Regions from separate parts of the Oncorhynchus mykiss genome. Here region 2 is linked to region 1. A link is a contact called in public Hi-C data. All regions are on one chromosome and are shown on one strand. The core of a region is the stretch at or near the end of the contact, and the rest is flanking DNA. Distances in the headings are between cores, read along the strand shown. Region 1 holds the start of LOC110490007 (enoyl-CoA delta isomerase 2). Region 2 holds the start of sugct (succinate--hydroxymethylglutarate CoA-transferase).

What was found. A called contact is a pair of places that touch in the nucleus more often than the background predicts.
Region 2: a Hi-C map of liver shows a contact between it and region 1, with 8 times the contacts expected there. The contact joins the promoter of sugct here to the promoter of LOC110490007 in region 1. A contact is called at or near these places in 2 of 3 Hi-C or Micro-C datasets (blood and liver).

Annotation. Positions count from the first base shown.
Region 1 is chr15:31,908,267-31,912,923 of USDA_OmykA_1.1, reverse strand. LOC110490007 (enoyl-CoA delta isomerase 2) reads right to left here and starts at 2,138. Exons shown (of 10, transcript XM_021563083.2): 1 at 1,978-2,138; 2 at 754-916. The coding sequence starts at 2,021.
Region 2 is chr15:32,283,697-32,288,353 of USDA_OmykA_1.1, reverse strand. It overlaps sugct (succinate--hydroxymethylglutarate CoA-transferase), which reads left to right and starts at 2,134. Exons shown (of 12, transcript XM_036944300.1): 1 at 2,134-2,332. The coding sequence starts at 2,197.

The DNA.
Region 1 (4,657 bases), core at 889-3,388:
GCCACCTGTGCACATTTGTTCATATTCTTTGCTAGTTAGTGAGTAATTATCCCAGTTATAGCTAACTTCTAGTTAACAAAGAGGGAGTGGTTGTTTCATATAAGAGCACAAAATGTGTGCATTTCTAGCCATCTGAAGAGCTAGTCAGTTAAAGAGCTTTTTAAAATTTCTTAAAAAGGGCCCGTGTTGTATTTTAAGACGGTCTTGAATAAGTTAAGTAGCCTATAGGCAGAGGGTAGCATTATTTGTTTGATTCTCTGTAATAAGGGTATTGGAATAATAATGCATTTTATTTTGTAAAGTGGTTTCTTGCATCAAACGACAACATTTTCAGTCACCTTGTCTGAAGGACATGTGGATAAACAGGTTAATGTCACTCCCTGCATGTTATTTTCTCATGGAATGTAGGCCTACATTGAACACCACACATTTGCTGCTGCTGAATGATAGAATAGCTTTTTCCATGTTAAAATATTATGGGATGCATTTTATCCACTGTTTTTGATGGTAGGCCTACGTTATCAAATAGCCACAGTAGCCAACTTGACCATTTAAAACTGTAACTTATAGCGGGTACAGCCTCAGGGTTCACAGTAAAAGCACACTAGAAGTTGCACCGAATTTTCACAACTAAAGTTTGTGCTCAGCAGACCTGAAATTTGCTCATTACTGAAAAAGATTAGAGGGAACATTGCTCAATGTTCAGAAACATGACAGCCAAGTAGCTAAGACTAAAGCACAATGACCTCTAACCTGTTTGAAGAGAGCATAGATTTTCAGCTTGGCCTCATTGCCAGGATCTTCCTTCAGCGTTCCCATCTGACTCTTGGCATGATTGAATTGCTCCACCGTCGCCCCCATCATAGAACCAGTCATGTGCAGCTTCAGAGTGGGAATGTGCGTGACTTGGACTGCCCTGAAGAGATGATTTCAGGTCAAATTAGTGACATAAGTGGTACGGTTTCAAAAACAATTACTGACTGCCACAAAGACTAAATAATATTATAAGCCAAATTGTTTCAATTAAATAGCCAAGCACAAATGAACTGAACTTGGCTGACGGCATTAAACTAGATCCAAACACCTACAGTGGCCTTTCTAAATAATTTGTGGTATTATATATGAGCAGGATCAGGAACAGGACGAAAGATAATGTACTGGGAGTTACAGTACAGTTTGTGATACAATGTAGTGACAGCATTGGATGGGCCATCAAGAATGAGTTGTGACCTTTCCTCTGGTTTTTATTCATGGTAGCTAGTTAGACCTTAGAGTGGGTCTTTGGATAGACACGGAACCTAGCTCCGTCTGGATGTGGGGCCAAGGGCATAGCTAGCTGTTGAACGGCTAACTGAGTAACTAGCCTTTCAACAACCAGCTATGCCCTTTGCCCCACATCCTAGCAACAGGTCATCGTGTAAGTGTTTTTCGTGGTAGCTGATACGTTGGAATGTTAGGTCATGAACATCCTGTTTTTATATTGTCATTTGCTGCTGTAACTGAAGTCGACTGTGGTATTTTGTACGTAAAAACGGCAGAATTGCAGAATAACTGCAGTTATTCTGCACTCTGACTGCAATCTTATTTTCGTCAGGGATACGGAAGCACACTAGAACAGCTGAGCGATAGCTAACTTGAGCTAACCTAGCAAGCTAAACTTAATTTCAAGCAAGACAGACAGCCCTAGCTCGTTCAGAACATGACACCCTTTAAATACAGGCAGAGTTTTAACAGACTCTCGTGCCAACCAGCCAAAACTGCATGGTGAAGATACAATAATAACTATTCGCAATGACGATTAGGCTACTGTTATAACGGTAGCTAAACTAACTAGCTCCCGTCATACAGGACAGCTAAACTAAAAATCTACTTAAATTAGCCGGGCTAATTTACTGTTACTATGTCTATGGTTTGACCTCAAATCCGTGCAACATAGGCTACATTGCAAGTGATGGGATTCTTTATAGCTAATCTTACCTGACAAATCGCCACGGAGAAATTTTCCGTAAAGCCACAGCCATGACAGTTTGGTAATTTCAGTCCAAAATACAATAACTTGGATGTTCAAGACAATCCAGCGAAATGAATTAGCTGTTTACAATATTGAACCCTCCCCTTGACCTTCGTTGTCCTTCACCATTGGCTAAGGCATTTGCACCACCCTTTCCATGAAGGGTGCGTTCCAGGCTGTTGTCGTGTTGCTCAGGTGATGACCGTGGGGACTGGGGAGCCTTGCGCAAATCGTTCCCCACGGAGTTATATACAGTACCAGTCAAAAGTTTGGACACAACTACTCATTCAAGGGTTTTTCTTTATTTGTACTATTTTATACATTTTAGAATAATAGTGATGTCATCAAAACAATGAAATAACACATATGGAATCAGTAGTACCCAAAAAAACATTAAACAAATTCTTCAAAGTAGCCACCCTTCGCCTTGATGACAGCGTTGCAGATTCTTGGCATTCTCTCAACCAGCTTCACCTGGAATGCTTTTCCAACAGTCTTGAAGGAGTTCCCACATATACTGAGATCTTGTTGGCTGCTTGTCCTTCCCTCTGCGGTCCAACTCACCCAAACCATCTCAATTGGGTTGAGGTTGGGTGATTGTGGAGGCCAGGTCACCTGATGCAGCACTCCCATCACTCTCCTTCTTGGTCAAATAGCCCTTACACAGCCTGGAGGTGTGTGGTTCATTGTCTTGTTGAAAAACAAATGATAGTCCCACTAAGCGCAAACCATATGGGATGTCGTATCGCTGCAGAATGCTGTGGTAAACATTCTGGTTAAGAGTTCCTTGAATTCTAAATAAATCCCTGACAGTGTTAACAGCAATGCAACCCCACATCATCACACATCCTACTCCATGCTTCATGTTGGGAACCACACATGCAGACTTATCAGACCAAAGGACAAATTTCCACCAGCCTAATGTCCATTGCTCATATTTCTTGGCCCAACCAAGTCTCTTCTTATTATTGGTGTCCTTTAGTAGTGGTTTCTTTGCAGCAGTTCGACCATGAAGGCTTGATTCACGCAGTCTACCCTGAACAGTTGTTACTTGAACTCTGTGAAGCATTTATTTGGGCAGCAATTTTTACAAGGCTAATATAGCCTTTTGCCCATGTCCCACCATACTTCGCATTGGCTCCCCCTCCGGTCCAGCTCAGGCGTTCGGCATCGACGGCCTTCTGGCTGCTGCCGAACCTACTGCTGGCAAACGCCCTTGACTCATCAACTCTGGACGTGTCTCGTCATCATTACACACACCTGGTTCCAATCCCCACTCTATCACTGTGTACATACTCCCTCTGCCATTTGTCTTTGTCGGTAATTGTAAATGTTATTTGTTTTCCTGAGAGGAATATCACCTACTATTGACTGAGTACTTTATATTTGTCACTTTGGGTTCGCCCTGTGCCCTTTTGTTTATGAAGATATAAACTCAGCAATAATAGAAATGTCCTCTCACTGTCAACTGCGTACATTTTCAGAAAACTTAACATGTTTAAATATTGGCATGAACATACAAGATTTAACAACTGAGACATAAACTGGACAAGTTCCACAGACATGTGACTAACAGAAATGGAAAAATGTGTCCCTGAACAAAGGGGGTGGTCAAAATCAAAAATAACAGTCAGTATCTGGTATGGCCACTAGCTGCATTAAGTACTGCAGTGCATCTCCTCCTCATGGACTGCACCAGATTTGCCAGTTCTTGCTGTCAAATGTTACCCCACTCTTCCACCAAGGTACCTGCAAGTTCCCAGACATTTCTGGGGGGAATGGCCCTAGCCCTCACCCTCCGATCCAACAGGTCCCAGACGTGCTCAATGGGATTGCGATCCAGGCTCTTCGCTGGCAATGGCAGAACACTGACATTCCTGTCTAGCAGGAAATCACGCACAGAATGAGCAGTATGGCTGGTGGCATTGTCATGCTGGAGGGTCATGTAGGATGAGCCTACAGGAAGGGTACCACATGAGGGAGGAGGATGTCTTCCCTGTAACGCACAGCATTGAGATTGCCTGCATTGACAACAAGCTCAGTCCGATGATGCTGTGACACACCGCCCCAGACCATGACGAACTCTCCACCTCCAAATCAATCCCGCTCCGGAGTACAGGCCTCAGTGTAACGCTCATTCCTTTGACGATAAACACGAATCCGACCATCACCCCTGGTGAAACAAAACCGTGACTCGTCAGTGAAGAGCACTTTTTGCCAATGCTGTCTGGTCCAGCGACGATGGGTGTGTGCTCATAGGCGACGTTGTTGCTGGTGATGTCTGGTGAGGACCTGCCTTACAACAGGTCTACAAGCCCTCAGTCCAGACTCTCTCAGCCTAATGCGGACAGTCTGAGCACTGATGGAGGGATTGTTGGTTCCTGGTGTAACTTGGGCAGTTGTTGTTGCCATCCTGTACCTGTCCCGCAGGTGTGATGTTCGGATGTACCGATTCTGTGCATGTGTTGTTACATGTGGTCTGCAACTGCGAGGACGATCAGCTGTCCATCCTGTCTCCCTGTAGCGCTGTCTTAGGCGTCTCACAGTACGGACATTGCAATTCATTGCCCTGGCCACATCTGCAGTCCTCATGCCTCATTGCAGCATACCTAAGGCACGTTCACGCAGATGAGCAGGGACCCTGGG
Region 2 (4,657 bases), core at 885-3,384, 380 kb before region 1:
ACACCGTGCAGGACGTTTTTCATTTGCCAGAGAACACCAACATTGGCAAATTCGCCACTGGCGCCCTGTGCTCTTCACAGATGAAAGCAGGTTCACACTGAGCACGTGACAGACGTGACAGAGTCTGGAGACGCCGTGGAGAACGTTCTGCTGCCTGCAACATCCTCCAGCATGACCGGTTTGGCGGTGGGTCAGTCATGGTGTGGGGTGGCATTTCTTTGGGGGGCCGCACAGCCCTCCATGTGCTTGCCAGAGGTAGCCTGACTGCCATTAGATACCGAGATGAGATCCTCAGACCCCTTGTGAGACCATATGCTGGTGCGGTTGGCCCTGGGTTCCTCCTAATGCAAGACAATGCTAGACCTCATGTGGCTGGAGTGTGTCAGCAGTTCCTGCAGGAGGAAGGCATTGATGCTATGGACTGGCCCGCCCATTCCCCAGACCTGAATCCAATTGAGCACATCTGGGACATCATGTCTCGCTCCATCCACCACAGACTGTCCAGGAGTTGGCTGATGCTTTAGTCCAGGTCTGGGAGGAGATCCCTCAGGAGACCATCCGCCACCTCATCAGGAGCATGCCCAGGCATTGTAGGGAGGTCATACAGGCACGTGGAGGCCACACATACTACTGAGCCTCATTTTGACTTGTTTTAAGGACATAACATCAAAGTTGGAACAGCCTGTAGTGTGGTTTTCCACTTTAATTTTGAGTGTGACTCCAAATCCAGACCTCCATGGGTTGAAAAATTTGATTTCCATTGATAATTTTGTGTGATTTTGTGTGATTTTGTAAAGAAAAAAGTATTTAATAAGAATATTTCATTCATTCAGAGATTGGAATGTGTTATTTTAGTGTTCCTTTTATTTTTTTGAGCAGTGTATATAAAAACGATAATGTAACTCAATTCCATTATTCAATGTTTCCATTAGGGACTGATACTTTAAAGCCTTTTAGCTATTTTACACAGCATTTTATGTCATATAGCTAGATAGCTAGCTATGTTTTCAAGAGAGCTTTTCAATCAGCATCTCTCCCCGTTTTCAGTCACAGGTGGGGACTGGATTAGGTGTGAGCAGTGTAGAAGGTAATTTGACTGGGGATAGCTTATTTTATTGGTGACCTATGTACAAATTACAATCGTGCAAGAGCATAAGAGAGTTGCCACATCAATGTTACACTGAATTAATTACTTAAGTTATTGTTATTAAGTGTTATATTCCAATTTTATTTAAAGTTATTAGTTATATTACAGTCCAACATTATATTCCAATTCACATTTTTTTAATGAATTAAAAACAACTATTGAAAACCTTTTGCTCCTGAATGTAATTTTAAAGACTGCTGGGATTTAAAATTTTGCATTATTGAAATAATATTTAGAGCAATTGTACATAATGGATGGTATTGAAAGGGAACAACAAAGAAAGAACAAAGAGAATGTGAGTTAAAAAGAGGGACTTTTACATCACATCTCCTCATAGTGCAGATATTAATGGTGACATGTGCGACACCATTTCAGCCAAATATTTTATTTAAATAAGTAAAATAAGACAACTATACTTAGCTTTTAAGTATTTCTTACTAAATAATTTCTAAATAGAACGGATAAAATTGATTTTAATACACTTGTGTGAAACCCTACGCCATAATCTTCTACCGGGTACCTGGCACCTCCGGTACTTAAAATGATCTTCCCCTTTTCTAAAAACAACAGTTCATGAAAAAACTAAAAAAGTGTAAACTGTAGCCATTTATTTCCCTTCATAGTTTATTCGACCATACATGCATGACCGTCATTCACCTACCATTTTTTTTTCTCCAAACGTTGCTTTTTGTGTCAGCAATTAGACATTGTTCTTAGCTGGTTCTGCTACCCCGTATTACCCTATCCATGTGGGGGAAGCAGAACCAAGGCGTGGACCCCGAACTTTTCTTGCTGTCTGTGATTGTCTTCTACCTACAGCACTAGACATCACCAAAAATGACTTAATTAAGAAATGAGACAATCATTTTTTTTAAACTGTCTGTTCAAGCACTTCAATATGCAATGGTATTGTGCCGGTAAGAGTGGAATTTGTATAGTGTGTCTTGAACGCACCCAAGAGGAGGCAGGGCTATTCAATGCCTTCTGATAGGCTAGTGTAGGCCTAACACTCCAACACGGACATCGCTCTGAATAAAGACTCCAAAAACATGTCGAAGATACTAACACGCGTCAAGTGCGGTGCATTTGTTCGACTCTTGGCCAGCGGGATTCAACCCTGTATGTTTCGACAACATCAAAGTATTCGCACTAATCTCAGGCGGCTGCTTTCCAACACACAGCCAGGTATTTGAGCTGAGGTGTCGTTTTCTTGTCCTTTACTTGCCTACAAGTACGATAGCGAATTGATGTGTCATTAAACTTCTCGCCGATAGTATGCTGCTATTCAGCAATTATCAAATTGTTGGATGTCCTTATCTAAGTAGGGTCTAAACACCATGAACAAATATTTGATATTGTGTAGTGGACAAATACTGGTAGACTTTTCACTCATCAACATATTGATGACCTAGGACTATGCATGGTTTTAATCAACACGCCGACGTTTCAACAACCTAGCGTTTCTATTGGACAGGTTTAGTAAATAGGGCGGGACCTACCTGAAACTGTCCAATGGAAAACTGTTTGGAGTAACCATTACACCCCATGCCAAGAAAGTTAGTCACCCATAAAACCGACCATGCGCAGCTACGGGTCAAAACTAATGTTGTTTTTAAACCCTGGATTGCTGATGCTATGTATTGTCCATTGAGAGGCTTTGAAGCCACTGGTTGGACATATTGGCCCTAGTAGGCTCAGTCCTCCATAGGAATAAATGTAATTCTACAGTATTACTATTACATGTTTTAAGGACAAAATTACGTTTTCAAGTATTTTGCAGTATTGGGGACAGTAACATTAGTACAAAAAAAAAACCTTTAAGGATTTTTTTTTATATATATTTGTATGTTTAGCTCACATATTGTAATTTAAAAGTATACACTAAGATGTCTGTAATATAATACATGTGTCAAATGAATGTAGACATTAATAAATGCATTTCTATAGCTTCCCAAATCTTTTATTTATTTATTTTATTTAATTTTTTACAATTGAGGAGAACCAATATGGATGTGTGGTGGCTTCAATACAGAGCTCCCTGTCAGTCATTGAGTTTATAGACCCTTACTCCTATGTATATCTGCAGACCACGTTTACTACATGCCGTTCCCACTACCATTGAGGCTGCTAGCAAGCTACGGTAGGACACTGCACACAATGTCCTTTGACCCAGCCCTCCGAGCACTGCTTTCTCACAGTTATTTTAATGGTGCTACACAGGGTTTTTGGTTGTAATTTCAGAAAATGTACCTAAAATATATATGGTGCAAACAGTGGACTGATAGTGTTTCACAGTATTACTTACCTGCCAGTGTACCTGGCTGTGATATTTGCCTAATGATTTCTCCCGCCGGAGCAGCATCTGTTGTCAAAACTGGGAAAGCTGTTCGGCCTTTCTCTGTGTTATCTAGTGTCTGGGCTGATGAGACAGTGGATTGCGTAGTCAGATGGAACAGAGTAAATATTCATTTTAACGTCATAGATTTAGCTGGTGTTAACTTGTGGAATAGACACCGGCTGGAACCAATTAGGATTGGACCCACCTGTTGTATAAATTTAAAACAAAAATTGGTGCATTCAGTTTCTCCTTAGCTGTGTTTGAATACTCATGCTAACAGTACTATTTGTGATGTAAATTGAGAATGTAGTATGGATATAGTTAGTATTCCAAAAGTTCACGGATGTTGTACTACATTTGCCAAAATACGAAGCATACAAGCAGTGGACACTACTTCCTGGTTTTTAGGGCCCATAATGCAATTCTTCACCAAATGGGCGTGGCTTCAACATTTTCAAATTTGAGGAAAATATGCAGCTGAATTCCAACGAGAGCGGATACCAAGTCATTGCTTGAACCAGTTATGACAAATGTTAAGAAAATTTTGAGCAATGTAATAAAGTAATGACATTTCAAATAAGTTACATGTTATGTTGGCTGACAATTTTTTAGTTATGCTATCTTTATGAACCGCATAGCATATCATTACACCAGTATGTACCGGTATGTTAGCTTGCTACCCAATGTTAGTTGGCTACTATTACATTGAACTTGCCAGTATATTAACTATATGCAATCTAACAACTCAATGTTTATTGACTTGATTATTCACGTCATTCTTAGCTAAGTGGTATAGTTGTTGTGTGTTCTCAATGGACATTGTGCATTCGGGTGCATTTGTAAATATTTGCTCTGGCTATCTACTCTGATTTCAGAGCACTCTCGTCTGTGTGCCAAAGCGCAGAATAGCTGTTGAATTTACAAACACACATTGGCAAAAAAGCGTAATTAAATTGTTGCCAGCAGCACAGTTACCAACGCTCTCTGCTAGGGCGAGTAAAATGGTCAGAGTGTGGGGTTCTGTTATGTGTCTGGAAGTAGCTAGCCAACTTTAGCCAATTAGCTTGGGTGCTTGACTGCCGTTGGTTGTGAGGGAGGTCAGAAGGCTCGGATCAACCCTACTCCTCGGCCAGAGCAGGCAGTGTGCGCTTTGAACAGGCTGAATTTATGAA